Linked DNA regions of Mus musculus: region 2 is linked to region 1. The links are chromatin contacts, called in public HiChIP or PLAC-seq maps. All regions are on one chromosome and are shown on one strand. Each heading gives the region's core, a stretch centred on a gene start, on an enhancer-like site or on the middle of the called end of the contact. The rest is flanking DNA. Distances are from core to core; before and after follow the strand shown.

What was found. HiChIP or PLAC-seq counts read pairs in DNA pulled down with a chosen protein or histone mark.
Region 2: a contact with region 1 is called in an H3K27ac HiChIP or PLAC-seq map of embryonic stem cells, with 8 read pairs. The contact joins two enhancer-like sites. A contact is called at or near these places in 10 of 484 Hi-C or Micro-C datasets (the N1E-115 cell line, embryonic stem cells, liver and 3 more), 5 of 115 datasets of contacts at active chromatin or transcription factors (embryonic stem cells and intestinal villus epithelium) and 1 of 9 other capture datasets (embryonic stem cells).

Annotation. Positions count from the first base shown.
Region 1 is chr5:64,861,580-64,868,259 of GRCm38.p6, forward strand. No RefSeq gene overlaps it. Among named protein-coding and RNA genes, the nearest start is that of Gm31889, 15 kb to the right of the region's middle. Within about 2 kb of position 3,227, at least 201 of the 459 cell types and tissues checked have an H3K27ac peak or open chromatin away from gene starts, as enhancers often do. A contact at or near this core is called in embryonic stem cells, where this site is marked.
Region 2 is chr5:64,723,488-64,730,167 of GRCm38.p6, forward strand. All of the region lies in intron 1 of LOC105244755 (a long non-coding RNA gene), which reads right to left. Among named protein-coding and RNA genes, the nearest start is that of Gm26761, 27 kb to the left of the region's middle. Within about 2 kb of position 3,749, at least 6 of the 459 cell types and tissues checked have an H3K27ac peak or open chromatin away from gene starts, as enhancers often do. A contact at or near this core is called in embryonic stem cells, where this site is marked.

The DNA of each region.
Region 1 (6,680 bases), core at 1,977-4,476:
TAACTGGCTACCACTTTGCTTCTGGGGCCAGCAGATCCACGGATGGGGTGGGAGCCACAAAGCAGCTCTGTCCCTAGAGGCAATGTCACAGCTGTCCCGTGGCGCACAGGACTGTTGAAAACTAAATAGCAACATACTTGTGTTTTCGTCTGTCTCTCCCTGTAAGTTAGAAATCTAACATGTGGCAGGGTCTGTCTGTCTCCTCGTTGCTATATTCCAGCCCTGCACTTGGCACACAGTACCCATTTAGGAATAGCTGTCCGATCGAATCAAACTGAAGCTAATTGAAACAGTGGATGCTTTCTGGCTGTGGATTCCTAAAGCGTTTCTTCATGCTTCAGCTCCGTTTGGACTTTGCCCTCTGGTTCTCCCTGTAATACCTGGAAGCAGGGTGGGGTGGGGGTGGAGCAAGCTCTAGTTCAAACTCCTACTCCCAGGCCCAAGCCTTCGTCCGGAAGTCTCTCTCTAACCACAAGAGTCCGAGGTCCTCACAGAGCTTCTCAGACTGTTCTGGGAACTGGCGGGGCATCCAGTTTGTTTCCTTCAAACCATTGCGCAATCTTGCCAAGGTCTGGAAGGTCCCTCAAGTCCGACACCTGCTTCTCCTACACCTACAACAAGACCCTAAAGCCAGGCTAGCCCACCTTCAATCCCATCACCAGGCCTCTGGGTCACTCTCCACACTCTTATTGTTCCGGGAACATCCATCCCACACTGGAGGTCCCTGTAAGACCTCACTTGCAGGACGCACCAAGAACTGTGCTTTTCTGTATTTTATATCTTCTCCAGATAGAGAAATCCCCAAAACGAAAGCCCTCAAAGCTGGGATTCACTCCCAGCCTTGTTGCTGTTACAGTCGTAGACCATCTGTTTTCTCATGCAACCGACTCGGTCTTTTTTGGCTTGAATCCAAAGTAGCAACTTGGAGCACCCCCAGACAGCGCTCAGACAGTCAGGCCCGGGAAGACAGATTTGTGTGATCAACATTTACATAGGGCTTAAAACCTTTGGGTGACAATGGCTGTGGGTGTGGGTGAACATGGAGCCCTAAAAAGTTGACATGGGAACTTCACACGGTCTTGCAGTGTTTCTCTAACCCCAGAAAGTCTGGGGTGCCAAGTACCCCAGGGATTGCGCTGCCTCCAGAACCACACAATAGAGTTGATTTTTTTTTTTGTTTTGTTTTTTAATTGTAAATGATCTTAGAATGCTTGAAGTAACTAAGATTTTGAGCTGGGCTGCATTCATACATATGACCCGCATATCCTGGGTACATGTGGGTCATGGGCTTGAAGTTTGGACACGTCTGAGCCATACCTGGGGAGGGTGAATGGCTTGGTCTCTACAGAAGCTTCCCTGTTCCAGACCTGTCCTAAGCCGGTGGCCCTTTTATTTATTTATTTTTCCAATTTTTTTATTAGGTATTTACTTCATTTACATTTCAAATGCTATCCCGAAAGAAGACTGGCTTCTAGGCAGCTAGGATGAAGGTCTTTTTTTTTTTTTTTAATTTTTATTAGGTATTTTCTTCATTTACCTTTCCAGTGCTATCCCAAAAGTCCCCCATACCCTCCCCCCACACACACCCACTCACTCCCACTTCTTGGCCCTGGCGTTCCCCTGTACTGGGGCATATAAAGTTTGCAAGACCAAGGAGCCTCTCTTCCAATGATGGCAGACTAGACTATCTTCTGATACATATGCAGCTAGAGACATGAGATCTAGGGGTCCTAGTTAGTTCATATTGTTGTTCCACCTATAGGGTTGCAGACCCCTTCAGCTCCTTGGGTACTTTTTCTAGCTCCTCCATTGGGGGCCCTGTGTTCCATCCAATAGCTGACTGTGAGCATCCACTTCTGTGTTTGCTAGGCCCCGGCATAGCCTCACAAGAGACAGCTATATCAGGGTCCTTTCAGCAAAATCTTGCTGGCGTATGCAATAATGTTTGCGTTTGGTGGCTGATTATGGGGTGGACCCCCGGGTGGGGCAGTCTCTGGATGGTCCATCCTTTCATCTCAGCTCCAAACTTTGTCTCTATAACTCCTTCCATGGGGGTTTTGTTTCCAATTCTAAAAAGGGGGGAAGTGTCCACACTTTGGTCTTCCTTCTTCTTGAGTTTCATGTGTTTTGTAAATTGTATCTTCTTGGGTATTCTAAGTTTCTGGGCTAATATCCACTTATCAGTGAGTGTATACCATGTGAGTTCTTTTGTGATTGGGTTACCTCACTCAGGATGATGCCCTCCAGATCCATCCATTTGGCTAGGAATTTCATAAATTCATTGTTTTTAATAGCTGAGTAATACTCCATTGTGTAAATGTAGCACATTTTCTATATCCATTCCTCTGTTGAGGGGCATCTGGGTTCTTTCCAGCTTCTGGCTATTATAAATAAGGCTGCTATAAACATAGTGGAGCATGTGTTCTTATTACCAGTTGGAACATCATCTGGATATATGGCCGGTGGTCTTTACAATAAAACTATGGAGTGGATTTCTGTCTCTCCCTTGGATCTTATTCCGGGTGGATATCTCATCCAGTGAGTTAGTTAGAGGATAGAGAGTGGCTTCCTGGCTCCCAGGTCAGACTCATCTCTCCCCAAAACCCTACCAGAGCTTCTACAGTCTCCAAAATAACATTCTCATGGATGGTTGAAGGTCTCTGGTCACTTGATCCTAGATGGATCCAGGCTCAGTCCAAAGCTTGGATGGAAGAAATGCTACATGTCACATTAGAATCTCCAGCCATTTCACCAAGGTCCCAAAATGAATAGGGGGGGGGGGAGGCGGGGGAGGGGGGGCTGGCTCAGTGGTAAAGAGCACTGACTGCTCTTTCCAGAGGTCCTGAGTTCAATTCCCAGCAACCACATGGTGGCTCACAACCGTCTGTAATGGGATCTGATGCCCTCTTCTGGTTCTGTCTGAAGACAGCAACAGTGTACCCATATAAATAAAATAAATAAATCTTTAAAAAAAAATAGTTAATGTGGGCACCAAGACTCTCACGAAGCCCCCTGGGGCTTACTTTTTAACATGACAGGAAAGCTATGGAGGGCCATGCTGAGTGAAGTACCTTCTTGGTCTGTTACCCTATTATTGTGTTTGGCAAGTGAGGGAGTCAGGGCATTAGTTACTCTACCGCAGAGCCAGGCCTCAGCAGACACCACCAGCCACTTCCCCACAGTCAGTCAGACCTGGGCCACTGGGTCCCCTGCCTTGTTGCTTGGCAGCTTTCTTCAAGGCCTGGCCTGGGCAGCCACACCCAACATTCTCACCACACCCTGTAATTCTCGCCACCCAGAAGTTCTTGCCACACCCTGCCTGCTCCCGGAAGGTAAACAAGGCCTCCAAAGAAGGGCTGCATTGTGTGCTTGCCCTCTTGGCCTTGGCTCTGGAGGCCCCAAATGGGCCTTTGACTTACAAACTCTGGCAGATCTATAAACAGTGACTAGAACAGAGGCCCTCCTGAACTTCAGCTGACCTCCAAGCTGGTCGGTTCTGAGGGACAAGTGCCTAGGCACCTGACTCCAGTGAGCAGAATTTCTACACCACCCAGAAGTGGGGGGAGTTTGCATTTGGGAAAGATAGAGGGAGGGGTGTCATGCTCCCTGGGGAAGACTGAAGTTTGGTCGTGTCACCCAGAGTAGAAGAAATTGCTGGGACATCAGTGAAGACCTCGGCAATGAGAGATGACAAAGTTCCTTTCCATGGAGCCCTGATTTGCACAGATGCAGCCGCTGAGGCATACAGAGTGCTTGCCCTGCGTCCCCCACTAAGCCTCAGATCCTTACCTTATTTGTGGATCATGCTGAGGGCGAAGCTCACTGTTTTCATTTCGCTAGTGAGGAAGCTGTGGTCCAGAGCCAGTAAGCAGGCTGCTCAGGGGCTGCTGATGAGCCCACAAGAGGAAGAACTAAGTTCTGAACCTAGCCCCTGGCTGGAGGCTGCCACCAGGGCAGCCTGTGAGTTAACACTGAGTCCACTTTCTTATGTCACAGGATGCACAGAAAAGGAGTCACTTTGGGGGTGTCTTTGTCTATTTTGACTGCTGCAATAAAATGTCGCAAACTTAGACCCTTTACAAACAACAGAAATATGTTGTTGAGAGTTTGGGAATTTGGAAGTTCAAGACCGAGGCACTAACAGATCTGGTATCTGCCCACCTGTGGTCATGGGGATGGTTCATGCTGTGATTGTTCCAGCAAGAAGAGGCGGGACACCACGGCCCCACCCGTTCAGGACCTCAGTACCTTATATCACCTTGTGACTTTCGTACATGGGCTTCATAGGATACAAGTACACTATAGCAGACAGACTGCTGAGGATCCCCCAAAATTATCAGGTCTCCTCAGAGTAGCTGGGTCATGTGCAGAAGGTTGGCGGGACTTTCTTACAACCAGAAAAAAAACTTGGCCCATTTGCCCTAAAAGCTCTCGAGTGGCGCACGGCTTTAATCCTAGTCCTTGGGAGGCAGAGGCAGTCTGATTTCTGAGTTCAGGTCAGCTTAGTACAGAGGTCCAGGACCACAAAGACTAACCCTGTCTTGAACACCGAAAAAGAGGGAGCTAGAGAGATGACTCACTGGTTAAGAGCACTGGCTGTTCTTCCGGAGGACTCTGGTTCAATTCCTGACACCCATGTGGTAGCTTATAGCTGCAACTCCAGCTTTAGGAGATCTGGCACTCTTACACAGATGTACATGCAGGCAAAACACCAGTGAACATAAAATAAAAACAGATCACACTCATTGTTAACTGTGTGTACCGAAAGGGTAAAGAAATGCAGAGATTCCCCTCACAGAGACTCTATGCAAGGGGGAGTTCTGTATCTGACCTCCAGTGTGGCCTTCCAGGATTGTCCCTCTGAGGTAATTTCCTGCAAAGGATGTGACAAATACCCCTAGAAAGAAAACTCCCTAACACACAGGTGTGGAAGGCTGAATGCCCCAAACCCTACTAAACACAGGGCTTTGCTCCATACCGTCAAGCGTTTGCAAGTCAATGGGGAGCAGGCTTTCCTAGTGTAGTGTCTGGGAATAAGCCTCATTTGTTAGGCTCTTGGTTAAATGCCCCCTTTTCAAGTCCTCCAAGAAATATTCTGAAACATCAACTTACTTGTTCCCATGGATCTTTCCTTCAGTTAGTACGCTAGAAATATTTCAAGACTAATGGACAAAGGAAGGTTTAGGATCCGGGTTTTTTTTTTTTTCCAAGTGGGAACCCACATAATTTAAGTCATGGGTGCCCTCTGCTGGAGACCCAGGAAAAAACAAGGACTCTAGCAAGAGCTGGGCTTTAAGGTCCTCCCTCCTCTTCTCCATGGCTCCTCTTCCTGTCCTTGGTTATGGTAGTGAAGCTTAGTGAGGAAAAAGCTGGGACATTGTGAGCCAGGCTGGGACATCAAATCCTGGCTCCTTGTGACTTTGGGTTATTGAATCTGTCTTTTACCATCCTTATTTGAAAGACTGGGATGGAAGTTAGAGCCTATCTCTCAGAACACCTGCAAGATGTAAATGAAAGACTGTCCCGGACACTAGAGGAAGGGCTGCATCAATACTAAGTGGAGTACTCCACCCAGAGAGAGGAGTGTGCTACCCATGCATGCTCTGGTGGTTGCTTTTATGAATGGCATCATCACATTTTTTTTTTTTTTGACTAATGACATCTAAAAGAAATCTTTCTTCCCCTGTCTGAACCCCCAAGGGTCACTCTCATGGCCACGAGGAATTCTAACGATTTAGGAGTCATCAATAGGGAGGCGCCGCTGAGAGGGCTCCAGCAGAGATAACAGAGCACACAAGTAATATCGTCCATCAACCAACGTCCAGTGACTCAGCTGTGAAGCACTCCTGCTTTGGCTCGGATCACGGAGCCTTACCATCATTTGAAAGGGATGAAGGAAGTCACTCACGCTCTTGCTAGCAAAGAAAAACAGATCAGGGTTCAGGTCTTCCCCAGATAGCAGAGCAGGCTTTAGACAGGCTGGTGACACTGTGTCCAAACAGTGCAGCAGGCAGGTAAGCCTAGAAGGTAGATTTTGCCATGGCGATGGTGTGGCAGGAACAGCTTTTGAGCATTTTGCGTGGAAAAATTTCACGCAGACATACAACTTGTGCCAGGCCTTTTCTAAGCCTGCAATGAGCCATCTCTGACATTCCTTAAGCCGGAACTCTCCCCACATGCCCACCAGAGCACTAGCTAGCCTCTCCACTTACACTCGCTGGGTGAGAGAGTGGGGAGAAGCCTTTTGTTTCTGTTTCTGTCTGCCCAGATCTTAGCTCAGTGCCTGACACAATGGGCATGTGATAAGTATTGACTGTATGGAGGGATGGATGGACAGACAGACAGATGGGCTTGAATGAAGGGATAGATGAACAGATGGGCGGATGAAGGAAAGAAGGGAAGAACTGTGAGTCTGCCTCTTAGTTGCTTTGCTGCTACTGTGAGACAAGAGAAATTGAGAGAATAGGGGCTTATTTCTGCTCACTGTTGAAGGGTTCCATTGAAGTCAAGAAAGAAGCTCACATCACATACATAGATCAGGAAAGCAGAGGGACCAAACAGGCTGCTGCTCCAGTCCATGTATGCAGTTCAAAATCCCCTACCTGGGAATTGTCTTGTCTGCAGTTAGAAGATGGGCCTTCTTAATCAACCAATCAATTGATTATTACATTAATCAAGAT
Region 2 (6,680 bases), core at 2,499-4,998, 140 kb before region 1:
TCCTCTAGCAAGGCCACACCTACTGTAACAAGGCCACATCTCCTAATAGTACTACTCCTTGTGGGCCTGTTGGGGCCAATTACACTCTAACTACCACACCAGGTGACTCCATTCTGTGTCAAGCTGACAAAAGCTACCCAGCATGGGACTCCATTACTCTTGCCTGGAATTACTCACTTGTTGTGCTAGCTAGTTGTCGATTAACTTGATCCCAGCTAGAGTCATGGAGCAATTGAGAACAGGCTTCCATAAGATTGGGATAGAGAGCATCTTCTCAGTGATTGATGTGGGAGATACAACCTATTGTGGGTGGGGTTATATATATATAAAACCAAGCCAGTGAGCAGCACCTTTTCACAGCCTGTGCGTCAGTTCCTGCCTCCAGGTTCCTGCCCTGTTTGAGTTCCTGTCTTGACTTCTTTTGATAAGCTGTGATGTAGAAGCATAAGCCAAATGAACCCTTTCTTTCCTGTCTTAGCTTGGGTTCTATTTCTGTGAAGGGATATCATGACCAGGGCAACTCTTATAAAGGCAAACATTTAATTGCTGCTGACTTACCGTTTCCTGGGTTCAGTCCATTATAATCACGGTGGGAAGCATGGCATCATGCAGGCAGACTTGGTGCTGGAGGAGCCATCTTGATCCAGGGGCAGCCAGGAGGAGACTCTCTTCCATATTGAGCAGAGCTTACACACTAAGAGCCCTCAAAACCCACCTACACAGTGATATACTTCTTCCAACAAGGTCATACCTACTCCAACAAGGCTACAGCTCCTAATAGTGCCACTTCCCATGGGCCAAGGATATTCAAACCACCACATTACCCAAGTTGCCTTTGTTCACGCTGTTTTATCACACTAACCAAGACACTCACTAACTTTTTCTTCTTTTTCTTCCTTCCTACTGTTGTTGAAACAAATTACCACAAACATGGTGGCCTGAACTGATTTATGGTCTTACAGTTCTGGAGGTGGGAGTCTAAAATGGCACTCACTGAGCTACAACTCAAGAGTTTAGTTGGTTTATGTTCCAGAAACTTAAGTATACAATTCATTCCTTTGCAGTTCACTTCTGTCACAATGGAAAGGATTCTGTGCGCCTTGAATATCATCCTCCTTCCAGAGTCAGAGTCAGCAATAGTGGATCACGCAGCCTCATTTGGACACTCTTATGATCCCCTTCCATCATGTAAGGATTTGATGACATTGGGCCTACCTGGATAACTTAGGGTTATATATTTATTTTAAAGCCAGGGGAGTTGTGAACTTATTTCCATCTGCAACCTTAATTCCCCTGTGCTTTGTAATTTAACATAGTCTCAGGTTTCAGGTATCAGAATATGGACATTGGGTGTGGTGGTTTGAATAAAAATGTCGCCTATAGACCCATACGGAGTGGCACTATTAGGAGGTGTGGCTTTGTTGGAGGAAGTGTGTCTCAGTTCTCCTCCTACTGCCTGTGGATCCAGATGTAGAGCTCTCAGCTCCATCTCCAGCACCTTGTCTGTCTGCATGCCACCATGCTTCTTGCCATGTTGATAATGGACTTAACCTCTTAACTCTAAGCCAATCTCAATTAAATGTTTTCATTTATAAGAGTTGCCTTAATCGTCCCTTCACAGCAATAAAAACCCTAACTAAGACAAAAATTGGTACCAGGCCCTGGGGTGTTACTGAGATAGGCTTGACCACACTTTTGTTTAAAGGAATGTCAACTTTGGAACTTTGAATGAGAAAAGCAGTTGGATGCTTTAAGTTGGGTTTAATGGGCCATCCTAGTAGGAACATAGAAGACAGTGGTACTAGGGGTGATCTGAACTGGGGGGGCCTGGCTTAAGAGGCTTCAGAGAAGAAGGTGTAGTCTAGAGACTACTCTTCTCATAATTTGACAGAGAATGTGGCTGTTTGCACCTGCCTAAAAAGTTTACCTAAAGGTAAATTGAAGAGTTTTAGAATAATTCCATTGGCAAAAGAAATCTCAAAATAGCCTCAAATTGACTCTATCCTGTGTGATTATTTGTGTTCACTCTTTTTTGTTTTTTTTTTTTTTTTTTTTTTGGTTTTTTTTTGTTTGTTTGTTTGTTTGTTTTTCGAGACAGGGTTTCTCTGTGTAGCCCTGGCTGTCCTGGAACTCACTTTGTAGACCAGGCTGGCCTCGAACTCAGAAATCCACCTGCCTCTACCTCCCAAGTGCTGGGATTAAAGGCATGTGCCACCACGCCTGGCTTTGTGTTCACTTTTATGAAGATCTATAATGAAAAGGAGCAAGCTGAACAAGAAAAAACACAAAATGTACAATTTGAGGAGAAAAGGAGTACCAGGAAGTGGAATGGAGCTGAATCCTCTGTTCAAGGAGATTAACAGATTAAAGAAAAGCCTGGTGTTAAATGGAATAAAGGGAGCAGTCATCTCAGGGCTTTTAGATTCGGATTTTCTAGGGGATTACAGTTAAGAGATTGCATAAGCAGTATTGATACTCTTATAGACTTTTGAAGTTGAACTAAATGCATTTTGCATTATGATATGTCTACAAGCATGGGGGAGGGCAAACAATGAAATGTGGTAGTTTGAATACAAATGGGCGCTGTAGGTCCATAGGAAGTGGCACTATTAGGAGGTGTGGTTTTATTGGAGAAGGTGTGGCTTTGTTGGAGGAAGAGTCCTATGAACTGTAAGCCAGCCCCAACTAAATGTTTTTCTTTATAAGAGTTGCCACAGTCATGGTGTCTCCTCACAGCACTAAAAACCCTTACAAAGACATCCGGGATGAGCAATTCCTAACTATCCACACACACACACACACACACACACACACACACACACACACACTCACATGTACAAGTAGAAGCTTCATGAGAGTCTCATCTAGGAGCTTTTCACTGTTCCCTTACTCTAGCACATATCAACATCCACTGCTTCATATGTGGCTATGGCATGAATCCTTTAATAAAATATAATGACCAAATGTTCTAGTACTTCATGGTTTCTCCCAGTGTAGTCGTTTTGCTCATAAAGGACAATCATTATCCTCACTCCACACTGGAGGAAATGGAGGCACAGAAAAGTGGAAGGACTCATGTAAGGTCACCTCCTCTGAGTACTGGATCAAGGGCTTGGACTGAGGCAAGCAGGTACTTGGTACTTGATAACTAGTAAAGCCTTTGCTCTGAGAGAGTCATGGAAAGGAAAGGCAGGCCCCAGGAGAATCCATCCCGAATACATTCTAACTCAGTCCTCCTTCACACAGAGCCATCTAGCCACAGTTAGTGAAGAGAGGCACCTGAAGGTGCTAATGTGTCCATTTGCTTGTGGGGTCTCCCCCATGTCCAGTTATCCACAGCTACCCACAGGGTCCTGTACATGATGCCAACTAAAGGCAAACTCCTTTGGTTTCCCCTGAGGTGTCCTTTTGCTTTCTTACATGGTTGGGGAATTGGGTGGGGGAGACTGTGCTGAGCCTTGAAGAAAATCAGGAGCCGTCATCACCTTTCATTAGAGGCAAGATCAGAACAGCCTTAGCATTCAACTTTGGTGGCCCCTCTCCTGGCTCTCACTCATTCTGGTCTTTCTCAAACACCAAAACTCACCCCACCCCCACCCCCCATAGCATCTCTTGCTCCAAAACTCTGCACCCAGAATACCCATGAGAAGGGGGAATAATAGAGACACTTTCATCCGGTTTTCTCCATGCCCGCTCCAAATTTCTCCTCCCTAGCCAGGAGAGTGTGGGTGAGGCATTGTTCTATGGATACCCCATTGTGTGTCTGATGAATACCAGCGCCCCTCCCTCAGGAGGTTGGGAAGGAAAATGAAGAGTGGGTGGCCGGTCGAGTACTTTTCTTTTTCTAGCAAATAATCCAGAAAATGGATAATTCCCGCAAACATAATCAAGTTAGCAGTCCATGTGTAATTTAGCAAGATGCTCACTAGTCAAATAATGGCTTTAATTGCATGTGGGACTTTTAAAGGAAATGTGCTCAGTCTTTTTAATAAGGTTACTTAGTGACAAATTTTTCAAAGAATGCAGAAGCCAATAAAATAAAGTCAAAGTATAGTCTCTACTCTAGGACAAAACAATTGTCCAGGGCTGAAACAGTTATAAAAACAGAGCCCAGCTTGTGCTCAATACTGGGTATCAACTATGTACCTGGTACTGTTTTAGGCACTGAAAAATCAAACAAACAAACAAACAAACAAAAACCCTGCTCTTGGAAAGGCCACAATCTACTGAGCAGGAAGTATCAAACAACCAAAACCCATAGCTGTAGTTAAACATTATTAAAGCAAACGCAGTAATGTGCTAGAAATATATGGGGGAAGATGTAGCATGCAGCCTCAAAGATAGCACCAATGATCTTTGGTCACAGTCATGCCGTGTGTGTGTGTGTGTGTGTGTGTGTGTGTGTGTGTGTGTGTGTGCCAGGGCAGTGGGGAGAGACCCAGTGTGCTTCTCTTCATGTGGAATAGGCTGAGCCATGTAACCATGGGGCATTGTAGAAATGTTGGGACATGCATCCCAAGGTCATAGAAGACGTGCAGCTGTTACTGTGTCTTAGATCACTCACTAAGGGGAAGCCAGCTGACATACCTTAAGAGCATTCCAGTGGTCTCAAGGACAACCAATCCTGTGATGAAGGGATGATGAATAAACCCTGCTGGCAGAGCCAAAGCTGACCTGCCATATTCAAGGTGACCCATGAACTGCAGGCAAGACTTGAGATGACTACAGCTCTAGCAAACTTATAAAAGACTCTAAGTTGGAACCACCCAATCAAGCCATTCCTGACACACAGAAACTGTGGGATTTATTTATGTATTATGCACTTGATTTATTTATTTATTTTTATGATGCTAGGTCTTGAACTTATCCCCTAGTGTATATTACACAGATGTTCTACATTAAGCTATACAGCCAGTCTATACTATACGTTTACTAATGTTTTCAGCTTCTTGGGTTTGCTACACAGCAATACAATAGCATACTAATACAGAGAGCTTCTGACAGGATAAGAGACGATATGAGCTTCATGGAGCTTAGGTTATTTTAATATTTTTATACAAATATAAACAAAATTTTTATACAAAAACATATTTTATATAGAATTTTTTATACAAAGCCAGACATTGCTACATCTGCAGTCACAGCACTTGCAGAGCGGGATCTGGAAGATCAGGAGTCTAAGGTCATCTTCAGCTACATCTCAAGTTCAAGGCCAGTCTGGGACACATGGGATCCTGTCTCAAATAAAAATGAGCATGTTGTCAAGGTTTGGCTGTCACTCAGTAAACCTATGCTACAGTTCTTTTTACTGTATGTCGTGAAGTTAATCTCCAACCAACAACCTGTACCGGGGACAAGAATACTAGAAAAGTCCAGATATTTGGCCATGTCATCACAAAGTAAGCGTCAGCCAGAGGCTCGATCTAACCTCTCCCCTAAGCCAGACTTCCCTCTTCATATAGAGGGCGGCTGAAATTGAGGTACAATGAGTCTGCATACAACTTCAGACTTTATTGAGTCTGCTCAGATGCCCCTAGACAACTTTGGCAGGACAAAAGGCAGAGAAAACATGGGTGGATACGATACGGGAGCCTCGATTCCCTGGCCTGCCCCTGAGCGCTCCTTCAGCCAGGGAGCCTCGATTCCCTGGCCTGCCCCTGAGCGCTCCTTCAGCCAGGGCCACAACCAGAGGAGAACTTATCTTCTTTGCTAAATTGCTGTTTGAATCCCAACAGCTTTTTTTTTTTTTAATATTTTGATATGAATGATCTGAAGAGCCCCAGGCAGAAGGAAAGAGAAATGTAGACTGTCTGCAAAGCCAGGAAGCTTACAAAATATACAAACATACCAGACGCTATCTCTATTATGAAGGATGTGGTCACTCTTCCTTTGTTGGTGGCTGCCATACCCCTATCTCCCTTGTACTACCATGGCCCACTATGAAGTGGGAAACATCCCCTGAACCTTGGATTGTATCTACCTGTCTGTCTCCTTATCTTACAAGGAGTCCACTGCCTTATAGAGGAATCGTCAACAGGCAAAGAAAACTGAAGTGGGCAACTCAAAATCATGGAGCTTAGCTTCCTTGTTCTGCTCGGTTTGGCAGTAATGCAGGAGAGTGGGCAGTGGGTGTTTGTTGTTAGCTTTGGTTCAGACACGGGCTCCTTGCTATGTAGCCCAAGCTGTCCTCAGAGTCAATGTCCTGCTTCAGCCTCAGGTGATGGGACTTAGAATCCTGTGCCACCAGGCCTAACAAATGCAGAATCTTTGTCTGAGACATGCCTCTCAGTTTATTTTAAATCTCTGTGTCAATTCCCATCACCTATTGGACAAGCCTCAAGCTGTTTTAGAGGCAAACACAATTCAAGTTCTCTCTGAACTTGAATCTGAATTCTGCACTTGTCAGGTAGGTGCCCTTGAGCAATTTACTACATCTCTGTGTGCCTTGTTTCCTCCTAATGTAAACAGATAATGTAAGAATTTAATGTGTTCACACAGAGAAAACCTTAGATCAGCATGTATCACATAGTATATCATATAGCAGCCAACAAATGCCCTCTGTCCCCACCAGTGTCACTATGAACACTCAGCACACAGTCCTTGCTTCACACCTGCTTACGGTCCCTCACATAGCATGCCTGAGTTACCTTCATACTTTCTTTTTTTTTTTTTAATTTATT